Linked DNA regions of Rattus norvegicus: region 2 is linked to region 1. The links are chromatin contacts, called in public HiChIP or PLAC-seq maps. All regions are on one chromosome and are shown on one strand. Each heading gives the region's core, a stretch centred on a gene start, on an enhancer-like site or on the middle of the called end of the contact. The rest is flanking DNA. Distances are from core to core; before and after follow the strand shown.

Evidence for each region. HiChIP or PLAC-seq counts read pairs in DNA pulled down with a chosen protein or histone mark.
Region 2: a contact with region 1 is called in an H3K27ac HiChIP or PLAC-seq map of oligodendrocytes, with 5 times the contacts expected there. The contact joins two enhancer-like sites. A contact is called at or near these places in 2 of 12 Hi-C or Micro-C datasets (Schwann cells and frontal cortex) and 1 of 1 datasets of contacts at active chromatin or transcription factors (oligodendrocytes).

The regions. Positions count from the first base shown.
Region 1 is chr1:53,058,688-53,061,953 of GRCr8, reverse strand. No RefSeq gene overlaps it. Among named protein-coding and RNA genes, the nearest start is that of Qki, 120 kb to the right of the region's middle. Within about 2 kb of position 1,618, at least 1 of the 93 cell types and tissues checked has an H3K27ac peak or open chromatin away from gene starts, as enhancers often do.
Region 2 is chr1:53,349,718-53,352,983 of GRCr8, reverse strand. No RefSeq gene overlaps it. Among named protein-coding and RNA genes, the nearest start is that of Pabpc6, 240 kb to the left of the region's middle. Within about 2 kb of position 1,758, at least 42 of the 93 cell types and tissues checked have an H3K27ac peak or open chromatin away from gene starts, as enhancers often do.

The sequences.
Region 1 (3,266 bases), core at 369-2,868:
ACGCCCCATCAGAACTCGGAGCCAATTTCATCCTGGCTCTCCTAAGTGCTTTGTACAAAACATTAACTCTGGAGTCTCATTACACACTTTCAACCCCTGTGACAAACATAAATGATAATTCAGCTCTAATGCTTTCTTGAGCAAGCCATATTTTCAGAGGCTCACGGATAACAGGAATACACTGGGGGGAGCACAGAAATGTCGAATCTCTCTCCCTCTCTCTCTCTTCCTCTCTCTCTCTCCCCCTCTCTCCCTCCCTCTCTCTCTCCTCTCTCTCTCCCTCTCTCCCTCCCTCTCTCTCTCCTCTCTCTCTCTCCCTCTCTCTCTGTCTCTCTCTCTCTTTCTCCCTCTCTCTCTCTTTCTCTCTTCCTCTCTCTCTCTCTCTCTCTCTCTTCCTCTCTCTCTCCCCCCCTCTCCCTCCCTCTCTCTCTCTCTCTCCCTCTCTCTCTCTCCTCTCTGAGCTGTTGCTACAGTGGTCTCATCACCAAGTATGCATCTTACTGGCCCCAGATGATGCTCAGAAGGCAGCTAGAACTCTACTTCAATGAAGTTCTTCAACTTTGAAGACTTGGGTGCCAACAGAATGTTGGAAGGCAACAGTCATCTGGGCAAGTGATGGAAGCCTGAGAGATGCTTGGCTTCCTTCACTCAGAGGCACGTCCTGCCCTGGAGCGCACTGTGTTGTTGGAGACTGGGAAGAATTGGCAACTTCTTAGCCTGTGGACTTGATAACAGGTCTTAGAAGGCCTATGGCTCTATGGCTTAAAGGTTGATATTGTCATTGAATCTGATGATCATACCCTACTAGCTACATGCTTGATGTCACTGGTCATACCCATGCCTCCTCCTCATTAAGACTGGAAAGCATTGTTCACAATACATGTTCCCCTTCTCTCCAAGGCATGATGAGGGAACCAACTGTGAGCACCTGATTCCACCTAAGAGCACTACCCTTCCATTTCGCTATAACCTGAGAATCAAATGCTGAACAGGCATGCTCTGTGTTAATCACATGCTCACAGCCATATCAGAGCCAGACAGAAAATGAGGAGGCTGACGGGGAAAGAACGGGCCAGGATAAAGCCAAAATTGCTACTGAGAAAACCCCAAGAAGAGTAGAGGCTGGGGGCCCTGCAGGAAGCTGGCACAGTGAGAAGCTGTACTCCACATAAGGCCAAATTAAATGATGTCTTTTATAAAATTGCTTTGGTCATGGTGTTTTATCACAGCAATTGGAAAGTAAGATTCTCCTCACATTGTTTTTGGTCAGGGTGTTTCATCAGCACAGAATGAAACTAGAACAAAGGTCAAACAGAAAACAACAACAACGGAATGATGGTTGGGAACTGTGAATAAAACATGAGAGATCCTTAAATCTCTGTGGCCCTGTTAGTTCTCATCCATGACAAAAACTGAACTTCTGATACTAAAGAAAGAAGGGTAGCAACAGGAAAGCCTGCCCTTCCAGGAACAAAGCACGGACCTGTTACCTAGGAAGACACCGATCCGCCTGTCATCTGGATCTCACTTAGAGAGCTCTATTTCATGCTACAGAGTGGTGCTATTCAGTTTCTTCCCCAGGGTGAGAGAAATGGGGCAACCATTCTACAGACACTCATAAGCAGCAGCCAAACTTTCATGGAGAGCCACCACGCAGACACGAAGAGTATCACACCAACTCCAGAAGCACGCCAGTGTGCCTTGATTAATAATGCCATTTTGAGGACCAAATTAGAAACTAAGTGACATGGAGTGGCTTGAATATGAATTGGTTCCCGGTTGGCGGCTCGGCTTTCAGAGTTTGTGAGACCTTTGGGAAGCAGGGGATAGCAGTGAGACTGTGCCATGTTGTCCTCCTGTTCTAAGGGTGCTGATCCTCAAGGGCAGGCACGAGTTGTTGATTGTTGGGAGTGGGCAAGCCATGGTCTGTTAAAGGGTTCATGACCTTACTGCATAACACCAACATCTTAACCCCTGTCCCCATGAAAGCAACCAATCCTTTTCAAATCTACTCCTCAAAAGGCATCAATACTTTCTCCTCAGGTGTGAGAAGAAAAAATTGCCATTCTTTATTATTATTATTATTATTATTATTATTATTATTATTAATTGATGAAGGTGGAGATGAAGAAGAAGACGATGATGATGTACAGTGTTTTGTCTCATTACAGATGGTTGTGAGCCACCATGTGGTTGCTGGGAATTGAACTCAGGACCTCTGGAAGAGTCGACAGTGCTCTTAACCTCTGAGCCATCTCTCCTGCCCAAAAATGTGCCATTCTTTAAAATGTTTATAAATTAAAAATAAAGAAAAACTTCTCATATTGTAACCTGGCTCCTGGTTTCTAAGTCTGAATCTCAAGGAAAGAGCATAAAAATACATCCAGAGTCCAACTGCAGAGCCCTCCACCCCAAGGGCCCTCTTGGAATTGTTTGGTGTGCCGAGCTTTCTCAGTTTCATCTCTAAAGGACCTCTGGATTGGACAAGACTCTTTTCTTTACCTGACAACAGACAGAAGTCAGGCTTGGCGATCAGAGGGACCCTGTGTATCAGTTCAAGAGGGAAGATTCTAAACCTCACTTAGCAGAGCCAGAGCGGGTCACAGGCGCTGCTCCATGGAGGCGGCGCTATTGAGGACTCACAGGAAATGAATCCCCATCCACGTGCTTACTACCTGCTGTTCATATCAAGGGGACTAAGATTCAAACTGGAAGAAAACACATGCAGTTACAGAATAGGTCCTTATTAATACTGCTTCCTGTGTGCTGTGAGAAGCTAACTAGCTTACTATTTGCCTCAGTATGTTTCCATTTCCCTCTGCCTCCAATCATTCTATTAAAAGTTTCTCCTTTGAAATTGTTTCTGTGCATACACACGTGCTATTTCACACAATATACAAACACTATTTTTTTTTAACCATTCTTCACTCATTCATGCTTCTTTGTCTCACCAGTGGAGACAGAATGACATCACCATTCAGCAGTGCTCACACCTTAACCCTAGATTCCCGACTGCTACCTTACAGCACCAAATGGACTTTGCAGATGGGATTCCTTCAGGTAATCTGCACTGGGAGATTATTCCACAGCATCCAATGGACTCAATATCATTACTAAGGTCTTAATAGGAGGGAGGCAGGAGGGTCAGAGTCAGAGAGAATAAAACAGGAAGATGCCAAGCCTTGTATCAACCATACTGGCTCTAAAGGAGGCCAGCTTCTCATCTCTAGAGCGAAAGACAATATGACAATAGCCATAAGAAACGA
Region 2 (3,266 bases), core at 509-3,008, 290 kb before region 1:
TGCTTAAGAAGTGTTGGCTGAGGGTTGGGGATTTAGCTCAGTGGTAGAGCTCTTGCCTAGCAAGCGTAAGGCCCTGGGTTCGGTCCCCAGCTCCAAAAAAAAAAAAAAAAAAAAAAAAAGAAGTGTTGGCTGAGTAAACAAACATACGTGAGAAGCAAAACTACTCATAGGTCCACAGAGTCATTTTTAGACTCATCACTAAAACTCTGCTAAGTCAAAAACCTGGAGTACAACCTCCGGGTGCAGGAAATCCCTCCATAAATATCAAGAGAGATTCAGCCTGCCCAGCGCTCAGCCAATCCCCATTGTTGACAGGGACTCTGCATGGGAGGGAAATGCACAGACATCAGAGGACGCAGAGAACATGGCGCTGAATTTCCATCCTGCGATTCAGCTTCCTTGTGGCATTGTCTTCTCTCTCTCTTCATCGTGGTGTTAGAAACTGGGCTCATGCTAGAGGGTCCACAAAGGTCTCAGCAGCCTACGCCATACTGGGCTTGCTTAGAAAGAGCTAGAACCTCTTGGAGGTAGTAGCTCTGGTTCTGAGTGGAGCAGAGAAATCATGGTTCTGGGCTCTCCTGGGAGTTCAGAACCTCATGAGATTAGACCACATCTTGGTGTGTTCAGTATTTGCAAAGAAAGAAAATGCTCGCTCTCTCTCTCTCTCTCTCTCTCTCTCTCCCCCCTTCCCCCCACCTCGGTGTGTGTCTATCTCTCTGTCTACTTCTCTCTATGTCTCTCTGTCTGTCTCTATCATTGTCTCTGTCTCTCTGTGTCTCTGTCTCTCTCCTCAGCTATATTCATATACTTCAAGTAAATCAGACAAGTAACTAAAGCCCTTCAATATCACACTCCAATGTCATAATCACACTTCCAGGGCCTTGGCATACTGGGGTCACAGGAAGCCACAGCTTTGAAGTTGGCTTGGTCTCTATTCAAGTGAACTGTCTTCAGCCCAGAAGCCCCGTTTTGCACCATGCATGAACACCTGCTGGGTTTTGGTGGTGGTGGCTGGTCTCAGGGCTGTACTCTGTTTTGAATGTTTCCTTTCTAAATTGACCTTTTGTCTGGTTAATTCTTGAGCTGCTTTTCTTTTTCTTAGGACACATCATCAAACAGTTGAGTCAATTCGGTTTTGTTTTGTTTTTTGGAAAGAGTTTCTGTCTTTTCAACATGCTGTTTACCCAATTTTTTTCTTTTGTAGTTTCCTTTTATGGTTTTCCCTGGCTTATTATAAAACTTTCTTTCCCCTTTGTCTTTGTTGGTGTCTCATTTGAAAGCATTTCTGGGGCTTTAAAAGAATAAATTTGAACATTGTGTAGAACTTGGTACTTAACTGTATGCCCAGGGTGGTTGAACAGTGAGCCTTTCAGTTTGAAGAATTTCCAAAATGGGCTTATATACATAACTTTTTTTTTAATGAATGAACTGTATACGTAGTTCTGCTCCAAACAATAGAGAGGAAGTAGGAGGAGCTTCGGTTCCTTCACTAGAGAATGCTACTTTTCAAGTTTTAGTAGATAGATCATTGGCTAGAGAAGAAATAACAAAGAGAGTTGGGAAATGGGGTTTAAATGTATAGAACTGGTCACGGATCGGTACCTGCCCCTAATATACATGGCTGATCTGAACACACTTGGCTGTCCCTTGGGCATATGGTTGAACCTAAAGGATAGATATCTCTGACCTAACACATATAGCCAATCCTGATATATGTAGTCACTTCTAAGGCAAAGATTAGGCATTAGGGCTTTGCTTCTGGTCTGAATGCTTACTGCTTTCTCTAACTGTATGAATGAGCTTATAAACAAAGAAGCCAACTGCTGATGTGTAAACCATGCTATAGAGGTGAGGCTCATAAAAGTTCCTAACTCCTCACCTCCTGGGTGCTAGTGTAGAAGACTGTGTACTTTCCTGGAAGACAGACAAGCAAACATTTAAAAATAACTCCGAATGGCGGATCAAGAATAAGAGGTCACTGGATAGACTGTACCCAGCTATGAACAAGCAGGCTCATTGTGACCCCGCAGAGCCAGCCTCTGCCTCTAGACCAGCCAAGCTCTGATGTGTTAAATGTGTGTGGGGAGAGCTCGTCCTTCCCGGCAAGACAGCTGCTGTGAGTGCCAAGTGACCCAACAAGGTGCCAACTGCCAACTGGGTACACTCCAAAGCCACATCTCCTACCAGCCAGCAGTGACCTACTGAGCCCAGAAAGAACAGCTTTGAGAACGGAAGAGAGGGCTTCCAAAAGGATGCTTCTGTCCTGAACAAGAGAACTCTCCAGGTCTATTCAGACAGTTCCCAACTGAGCCACTGCCACATCCCCACAGTTTTGCTTCATAGATGAGGCACACACTGGATTCCTCCTTTACCCGGAACAGATTAATCAACATTAGTTCCCGTAGGACTGGCTCCCAGCCTCTCCAATCAATAAAAAAATACTGGACAGTAAGATCTTCTCTCAAAAATAAAATTAAATACGGTCTATTTGCATTTCCTGAGATACCCAAACCATTTAGGCTACAAAGAAAACTGATGAAATAGTTTTAAACTATGGCTTGTAACTGCGGACCAGCTATGCTTATGCAGTAATCTCTCAGGTCAAAAAGAGAAACACGTTTTAAACTTGAGATGAAACACCATTTCTTGGAAAAGCATTATTTTATTTTATTTTATGTTCATTGGTGTTTTGCCTGTATGCACGTCTGTGTGGGGATGTCAGATCCCCTGGAACTAAGTTACAGGCAGTTGTGACTTGCCATGTGGTTGCTGGGAGTTGAACCCAGGTCCTCTGAAACAGCAGCTGTGCTCTTAACCGCTGAGTCACCCTGTCTAACCCCTGGGAAAGGATCTTTAACTTTCAATATTTTGTTTAAGCATTGCTAGGAACAGTTGAGTGCTAATAGCCTTTATTCACAGAAAGCAAATTATGCATCTAACCCTGTTCAATTCAGATAGGAAGAGGAGAGCACTGTCTTTTGCTTCCGGTCCCAGGATGGACAGCTCAAACTCATTGTCCCATCATACAACATATGAGGACAGCATGTGCCAGGCTGGTTTTACACTGAAAAAGACAGAGGCTCAGAGACACTAATGATTTGCTCAAAGCCACACAGCTACACAGTAGAGCAGCTGGGGCTTGCCTGGGGCCTCCCAGAGGCCACCTTATTTAAACTCCCAATCACTCAGAGACTACTCCAAGAACTTGCATAATCCTCAGAGTAAGGATAGGACCATCTTTAAATAAACAGCTAAAGCCATTCAAT